Linked DNA regions of Mus musculus: region 2 is linked to region 1. Evidence: chromatin contacts called from public Hi-C data. All regions are on one chromosome and are shown on one strand. The core of a region is the stretch at or near the end of the contact, and the rest is flanking DNA. Distances in the headings are between cores, read along the strand shown. Region 1 has its middle 140 kb from the start of Pcsk1. Region 2 has its middle 17 kb from the start of Mir682.

Region 1 (4,453 bases), core at 607-3,106:
GAAGACTCCTTTGACATATGGTGATTCAGAATTTGGAGTTTGACCATCTGATTTCCTGTCTTTACTCAGGGATTACAGTTAAATGACTGGATGGATCTCAGGAGAGACTTTGAACTTTGGACTTTTAACATTGTTGAGACTGCTATAGACTATGGGGACTTTGGAAGTTGGACTAAATGTACTTTTTTTTATTATACTATAGCTAGATATGACCCCCACAGGTTTATGTGTTTGTACAAGCCTATGGGGGCCAGAGAGTGGAATGTTGTGGTTTGAATATGCTTGCCCAGGGAGTGGCACTATTAGAAGACATGAGAGTAGGTATGGCCTTGTTGGATGTGGGTGTGGGATTTAAGGCCCTCATCCTAGCTGCCTGGAAGGGAGTTTTCTACTAGCAGCCTTCAGATGAAGATGAAGAACTCTCAGCTCTGCCTTCATCATGCCTACCAGGATACTGCCATATTCCCACTTTAATAATAATGGACTGCACCTCTGGATCTGTAATCCAGTCCCTAGTAAATGTACTTTCTAAGACTTGCCTTGGTTATGGTGTCTGTTCACAGTGATGAAACTCTATGACAGGAGGTGTGTCCTTACTAACAATGTGTCACTGTAGGAGTGGGCTTTAAGACCCTCCTCCTAGCTTCTTGGAAGATAGTCCTTTGGATGAAGATGTAGAACTCTTAGCTCCTCCAGTGCCATGCCTGCCTGGAAGCTGCCATCTTCCTGTCTTGATAATAATAGACTGAACTTCTGAACCTATAATTCAGCCTCAATTAAATATTCTCTTTTCTAAGAGAACTGGTCCTGGTGTCTCTTCAAAGCAATGGAAGCCCTAAGACAGAGGTCATTGAAGATGAGTTCTCAGATTCTGTGTGAGTATAGCCTATCCTCCTATCCTGGTAGGCATGATGAAGGCAGAGCTGAGAGTTCTTCATCTTCATCTGAAGTGATACTGGGGAAATGGCCCTGCACAGCTGACTTGTGTTCCCTGCATTCTCTGCAGTGCTGGGTCCATGGGGTCACCTATTGGCTGTTCCTGCAAGTCAGGTACAGAGTCTCTGAACTAGGCAGGACACACTTTTGCTTGTCCTCAAAGATAAGGACTGGTATGCATCTGCCTGCAACTACAAATCTGTATTACATGCCTACATGCTGTTTTGTGTCCAATGTGGGATTTTTATGCTTTGGATTTTCCTCAGCTCACTGCGTGATTTTTGCTTAATCCCTTTTCATTTTGCATATATAATATATAATGCCATGACCAAAAATTGGAATATGGCAATGCCTTGAATTTTTAAAAGGCTCTCCCAACTTAAAATATTCCCTAAAAGCTACCTGGGACCCTCCATAAAAGCCAAGTAGAGATTTTATTATTGATACTGGTTTTTACATTTACATTTTCTCTTATAGATGCATGAAGATATTCAAATAATTTTCTTGTGGTTATATACACGTTTTCTTGGCAGTATGGTATCAAAGTTGTGATTCCACTCTTCTCTCATATAGTGCTCAAATCAAGTTGCATAGCTAAAGCGCATGGATGGTATCGGTACCTGACAGTAGTTAAGATCATTGCTAAGAACCACTGAAGCCAGGCACCTGGCCTCTCCTTACTTTATTCAGTATTAAGAGAGATGTTTGTTGCCATCTTTTCCCTCATAAACATTTTTATTTCCAAGCTAGAGCAAGTTATGGTGCTGTTGTGCATAGTTACTGTACCCATAGGCCAATCCATAGACGGACACTCAGAATTGCTACCACGACAGTGGCACTCAGTTCAAGACTGAAAGATAAATTGGGCTTGCCAAGGTGCAAAGGTCTAAGCAAGGACCAGAATCCAAGGCTCTGAGGCACAAATAGTCAGGCAGTCTTCCAAGTACAAAGTGTTACCATGTTCTTTCAATGACCTCACCTCTGGGCTGAGCCATCTGCTATCTCAAAGACCCTCTTCCCAGGAGTCCACATCCAGGAAGAGTGGGCTAGAACTCATCAAAAGCAACAGGTGAGCCATTTATATTATGGAACATTAAATTTCTGTGAACTAAACTTCAGAGCAGTTATCTTTAGGGAAGTTGTAGTTGATCACATGTTTCTCTTCCAGAGTCAAAGTCCAGGCATTTTATTATGTTTATATATTCTCTGGGCTTTGGGAGTTACTGATACTGTAAGTTCCACGCCCCACGGAACTCTAACATAGTAAACAAGGATTTCAAATGAAGAAAGAAGGGATAATAAATGAAGCAGAGCACAAGCAAAACAGGAAGGGATGAAACATAATGTTAGGTTATAAAACAAGGAACCATGCAAAACGGAGTACAGTCGTGACCTGGCGTGTTGGAACCTGAGGCCTGAAATATGTGTTTAAAACACGAAAGCAGACCAAAAGTAGATTTTATTTTCATTTCTTTTTCTTTTTTCTCTTTTAACCTTTCTGTCTGATACTTGGCTTTTCCTGAGATTTATGTAAGCAGCAGCAGTTGAACAACTTCTATTTTGTAAATTTCAGGCTTGAAAAAATAGGGATGAACAAGACACTCTAAGTAAAATCTGTCCATCCTTTTCCCTTTTAAAAAAAGTTACCTCAAGTTCTTCTAACAAGTGATTCTGAGTAGATGAAGCTAAGACAAAAGAATAACAAGATGGAGAAGGAGAAGGAGAAGGAGAAGGAGGAGGTATAGGAAGAAGTGGTGGTGGTGGTGGTAATGCTGGAAGAAGAGAGAATAAGAGAGGGACAGAGGGAGGAAGGAAAAGAGCTTTCCCCATGGCTTTGGCAACTTAAGAAAGAAGAGGTCAAGCAACAGTTTTATTGGTTTCTAAGACATCTGAAGTATGTTCTTAGTTCTCCATTCTCTGATCCTGCCCTGAGGACTTCTAAAGTCACAGACAGTGGACAGAAGAAGAGTGTCCCTGCATCCAGGCTGCCCTTTGCCCAATACAGCAGGTCAGCTTTAATCTTAGCAGTGTCTTTCATCTAAAAGGGCATATGCCAAGCAAGATGTTAATGTGACACTCTGCACAAGCACACATTATGAGCCCCAAGTGCAGATGTGGCTACATGCATTTCAGAGCAGCCAGCTAGCATCTACAGAAATTCAGACACCTTGATGCCCAGTTGCTGTGTGGCTTTGTGGCATCTTCTACCAGTGTGTCTATGAATATAATTTAATATTATTTAATAGTTTTCTAATAATTTACTCTTGCTCTATCATATTAGAGAATTCTCTAAAGTCACTCTGTAGCAAAACCATAAATTACATAAAATACAGCTTTACATAATATTAACCAGTATTATATATAGATATATAGAGATTATAGTTGCCTTTACCATCATCCTTTCCGTGGTTGAAAACCAAAAAAAGGATATACTGGTGTTAAGTAAGGGTTGCACTGGATGAAGTAGCTTGTCAGGGTGACTGTGTTTGCTCTCTTCACAGAACAAATTCTTAAACGCTCCAAAGTAAGTTTTATTTTTGCTTCAGCCTAGTTTTAGTTGTAGGGTTTGTTAAGCATCAGGTTTAAATTTTCCAGCTTTCCAAATGCCAGGCAAGAATTGGGGCATATCGCTGAGCTATGGCCTGATTCTTATGTTTACTTAGTCATTGACAGGGTCTCACTGTTTTTCTCAGGCTGGCCTTGAACTTGAGGTCCTCACACCTTTACATCCCAGATAGCTGGAATTAAAAGCCTTCACTACTAGATTTGACTTGAAAAATATTCTTTAGTCAAATAAAATCATTTTGAATTAAAATTTGACATTGTTCAAAGCATGCTTGATGGGGAAAAATAACTGGAAACACTCGTCATGGCAGATCAGGTGTGTCCTTCCAAGGAGTTCCACTGGAGGGCAGTGTGTGCTTCAGAACAGGCGAGTGCTTCTGGGTTTGGAGCCGCATTGGTATGAAAATCTACACACCTTGGCAAGTTTTTAATCACAGGGGGGCACAGGAATACTGTATTCCCAGTCCTCCTTCTGACTGCATTGAGGATTAAAACAACTAAAGTGACTATTCAACTGAAGCCTGTCTTTTTTACAGACCCAAGCATGAAGACTATAATAGTTACTTGAAATTCATAAGACCAACTTAAGTCTTCATAGCAAAGCATGTGTACTGGAGAAAAGAGGAAGCAAGGAAAGAAAAGAACAGAGTGGTGGTAGAAAACTACCGCGAGCATTATTACTGCAGTCAGTGAGGCATGCTGAGTGGTGCTGGTGTTTTCAGAGTGGGCTAGAGCATGCTAGACAAGGAGTGGGTTTCCCCTGTAGGATTCTGAGTGGATTTAGACAGGTGGTTTTGGTCCAGAAGCTCTTGAGCAGGGGCACAGAGCAGAGCAATTACAGAAACCCTGTCCAGCGAGGCAGTTGTTGAGGTGGTCAAGGCCAGAGAATGCTCAGCTCTAACAGTGTATGGAGAATAAGAATGGAATCAGTCTGAGAGACAGAAAAGATGGA
Region 2 (4,453 bases), core at 491-2,990, 400 kb after region 1:
TTGCAATTTGAGAATAAAAGGTTCCCTACACCCTCATGCGATTAATACTTGCTCATCGGCTTTTGGCAATATTTTGGGGATGTAATAAGAGGCCAGTCAGGTGATAGACATAGTGAGATCTCTGTAAGGCCAGCCAGGTCTATGTAGTAAGTTCCAGGTCAACCAGAACTACATATAGAGACCCTATCTTTTTTAAAAATAGTGATAAAGAAAGAAAGGGAAAGAAAGTTTCAAAAGTGGAGTCTAGCTGGAGTATGTAACGGGGGGGGGGGGGTGTATGGCTTTATGTTTAGTCCCTTCTTCTGTCTCTACTTCCCGTTCAGGCAGTATACTGAGCCAGTGCAGGTAACCAGTACTCGAAGTAAGCCTACTTTCACAGTGGTTCTAAGTTCAAAACAAGGTGCATGTTTTAATCTGATAGAATGCTCTCCATATAAACCCTACTATACATTTTTAACCTCCATATTTTACAAGCTCATATAATTTTGATCCATTTAAATATAATTGATTTTACAATCTCTAACTATGTCCAAAACAATTAAATCCTAGTCTCCACTTTGACTGATCAATGCTAATATGAGAATCCAACTGTTTTGCATCATTTTCCTTATCTTTACTTGAATAATAATAATAAAATTATTATTTATAGTGATAATAAAAAAATAAAATGAGTCTTTTTTTCTCTAGTGCTCCAAAACAAAGCCTTCTTGACTCTTGGCAATAAATCCACATGCCTTACAAACTGCTATTTGTTTTTAGTATCAGCAAGATATCTGAGAACCTGAAACTTGAGACCATAGTAAATAAAAGTATTAACTGGAATTTTAACAATTAAAAATGAGCTTTCTAAGTTATAAGGAAGTCCAGAGAGGCACTCTTACGTTTTTTAGCACAGAATTTATTTTGACACTAATTGAGGTAAGATTTGAGAAATCTTCTTTTTAATTGTATTTTACTTAAGAAGAAAAATACAAGTAAAGATGGTGAAAGCCCGAAAGCATTGTTTGGGAGATCCATCCTTTAATTGATGCCCCAAATTGGCTCTTCTATAACATTTTCACCTTGGAATTAGGATTTATTTGTGGCAAGCCACATCTCTAAGCCCAATTGTATTCATTAGGAAAATTCAAATTTGGGGAACTTGACTTGCCAATATTTGCCAGAGGTCTACCCTAGAAGGACTATAGTCCTGATTACAACAGCTAAGTTCAGCTCCAAAGATGCCTTGGAGACATTCTCTTCCTCTGTCACTGGAGTTTAAATTACCTGGATTATCTCAAACCACAGACAAGATAAGCAACAGTAAGTTCTAAATTCTTAAAGTCTAACAAGTAAAACATTAAGAAAGAAAGGTGAGAGGAAATCATGACAAAGTGAATGACCACATTTGACTAAGTGTAAAGGAGAGGTGACAGTGACTTTGACAATAGGGTTGTGTTCAGTGTGTGTGCATAGTACAGTGAAAGTGAGGTTAAATCCTGGTGTCCTTCACAGTACTTATCATGTTGGGCTGCACAAAATGTAAAATTTAGCAGGATGACACATGGTATGTTAAGTGCAACACGTGACTCAAAGCATGTGCACAGAGGACTGGAGTTCAAATTCCTAATTTGCTATATACAGGGATGAGTACAGCATTCTAATTATTGCTTGAGCTTTGAACTTAGACAAATGTGTCAGTCAGTGCACAAGCACAGAGCTGGATCCTGTGGGAGATGTCTGACTAAGACACTATAATCTGGGTGTGGTGGTACATACCTACAGTCCCAGCAATGACTGGGGAAAAGATTATGAGTTCCAATCTAGCCTGAGATATACTCAAAAGCTAAAATAATAACAAAGACTTCAGTGTTGTCAGACTTGTTTATAAACTCAGCGTATGAAAATGTGGGGCTGATGAAGCAAATCTGAAAGGCATTGGAAGTCAGCAGAAAGAGCAGGCTGGAGGCCTCAGGCAGCTGAAATCCAGTCCACAGAGAACATTTCTTCCTGTCAGTTCTGTCCTAAAGGCCTTTCAAGTGATTGAGTCAGTGAAGATAAACTAGGATAACCTCTCTTACTAATGCCAACGGAAGATGGACTTGAGTCATGTCCTCAAAATACCTTCACTACATTCGAGCATTAACTACACTTGAATACTAGCATTTAGCCAAACTCATCTCAAAGTGACCAAAAGAACAATTTGAGAACTATGTGTCTGACACTACCATTTCCTAGCTGAACAACCAGGAAAACTTATTTAAATTTCCTTAAACCCTTACTCATTTGGAAAAAAAGAAGACATTTTAAGATATTAAGAGTAGCTAGGAACAACTGTTGACAGTGAGATGATCCACAAAAAGTGGGCCTAGGAATGAGCTTGCCAAATAGTAAATTTTCAACAAATATTTATTACCTTTATTATGATCATTCTTACTGTCTGAGCAAAGTGAAAAAACAAACCCTTTCTTTGAGTTTCTGTAAAACCAGCATATTAATGCTCATAACTCACAGTGATGGGAGATTTCTTTTTTTTATTAGATTTTTTCTGTATTTACATTTCAAATTTTATCTTCTTTTCTTATTTCCCCTCCAAAAACTCCCTATCCCATCCCCCTTCGCCTGCTCACCAACCCACCCATTCCCACTTCCCTGTCCTGGCATTTCCCTACACTGGGACATCAAGCCTGCACAGGACCAAGGGCCTCTCCTCCCAGTGATGTCTGACTAGGCCATCCTCTGCTACATATGCAGCTAGAGCCATGAGTCCCACCATGTATATTCTTTGGTTGGTGGCTTAGTCTCTGGGAGCTCTGGGGGTACAGGTTAGTTCATATTGTTGTTCATCCCATGGGGCTACAAAAATCACTGCATATTGGACTAAAGTCTTCACACACTAGGACTCCATTCAGGCTCAACATCCCAAGCCTGGTTAAGAGAACTAAATGAACATTAGATTATTTTAAAACAGCAAAACAGCTCTCTCTCTCTCCCTCCCTCTCTCCCTCTCTCCCTCTCTCTCTCTCTCTCTCTCTCTCTCTCTCTCTCTCTCTGTGTGTGTGTGTGTAGTATGTGTGTGTGTGTGTGTGTGTGTGATGTGTGCATTGGCCATGGAAGCTAAAAGAGGGCATTGAATCCCCTAGAACTGGAATTCCAGGCAATTGTGAGCCTCACAGCTAGAGTGCTAAGAATCAAGCTCAGGATATCTGGAAAAACAGTAAGCAGTCTTAACTGTTGACATCTCTCCAGTGTCAAGATGATTTTTTTAATTGCTTCATGAGTTATCCACTAAAAAATAAAAACACATTCATTTTAAAAAACATGCTTTAACCAGTAATTATAATTGCAGATTTTTAATGTTTTATTAGTATGTATTAATTATACCTAATGGGTTTGTGGCATTTTCGTACTTGTACATAAATATATTTTGTCCACATTTATACATGTGTTTTACAGCTTGTAATCTTCTCTTCCACACCTCCTACTCTTGCTAATCACCTTTTCTAAATTAACTCCCCTTTTCTTTCTCCCCGACTCTCTCATGAGTGTGTGTGTGTGTGTGTGTGTGTGTGTGTGTGTGTGTGTGTGTGCAAAGATGCTAGCACATGAATGCACTCCCCATTGTGTAAACTAATGAATTGCATTAGTATTGTTTACAAGAGCTTGACTGGGTTGGATTACAGGAATATGGACACCTTATCAGTGATTTTACCACCAAGAAGTCTCCCACCAACCTTCATCTAGATATGAAACCTCCATGACCGTGTTTTGATGCGGCCAATCTTATGGAGGTAATCGTGTGCAGGTAACCCTGTGAATGCAAGAGCTCAGCAGTTGTGAACGGTTACAAGTCAGGATTTCAAGTCTTTCCCTACACCTTCCTTCCACTTTTCCATTCTTTCTGTCATTGCCCTTTCCATCTTTTCCTTTCTAATGTTCTCTGAACCTTGGAGGGAGTGATATATCCATGCCACTTATAAAAGAGCATTCATCAGTCATCTCTTCTTTGTCTTTTGAGCAGTTAGGAGGATCTAAAGTCACCAGTGACAAAAGCTGAAGAAGCTTTACCCAAAGCTAAGAGTAGCATTATCCTGTAGAAATAAATGTGGTTAGTTAGAAAGCAATTTGACAGGCACATCATGTCCTAGAAAGTCTGTTGAATGGTTTTCAGTGTGAAATTTTTACTTTCCTCCTTCCATGTTAAAGGAAAATCTCTTAGATATTTACAATATCTCTTCTAAGTTAAAAATCCCTTGTTTCCTTATAAAGGACAGTTTGGTAGTAACAAAATTTGATGTGTAAACATTTCTTATCCTCAGAAAATTTTCCGCAAATATTCTTACATATATCTCTATACATAATTGAATTATAGCAAAACATGGAAAACAAACCAATTATCCATCAATATGTGTGTGGATTCTTTTATAACACTATCTAATATAATATTGCACAACTGCAGGAAACTCAGAATGCT

The links. Hi-C and Micro-C count contacts between places; a contact is called where the count stands out from the background.
Region 2: a Hi-C map of liver shows a contact between it and region 1, with 4 times the contacts expected there. The contact joins two enhancer-like sites. A contact is called at or near these places in 2 of 39 promoter capture datasets (both in liver), 2 of 15 datasets of contacts at CTCF or cohesin (large pre-B cells and pro-B cells) and 10 of 484 Hi-C or Micro-C datasets (the G1E-ER4 cell line, bone marrow-derived macrophages, embryonic stem cells and 2 more).

The regions. Positions count from the first base shown.
Region 1 is chr13:75,223,950-75,228,402 of GRCm38.p6, forward strand. No RefSeq gene overlaps it. Among named protein-coding and RNA genes, the nearest start is that of Pcsk1, 140 kb to the left of the region's middle. Within about 2 kb of position 1,857, at least 14 of the 459 cell types and tissues checked have an H3K27ac peak or open chromatin away from gene starts, as enhancers often do. A contact at or near this core is called in liver, where this site is marked.
Region 2 is chr13:75,626,046-75,630,498 of GRCm38.p6, forward strand. No RefSeq gene overlaps it. Among named protein-coding and RNA genes, the nearest start is that of Mir682, 17 kb to the right of the region's middle. Within about 2 kb of position 1,741, at least 10 of the 459 cell types and tissues checked have an H3K27ac peak or open chromatin away from gene starts, as enhancers often do. A contact at or near this core is called in liver, where this site is marked.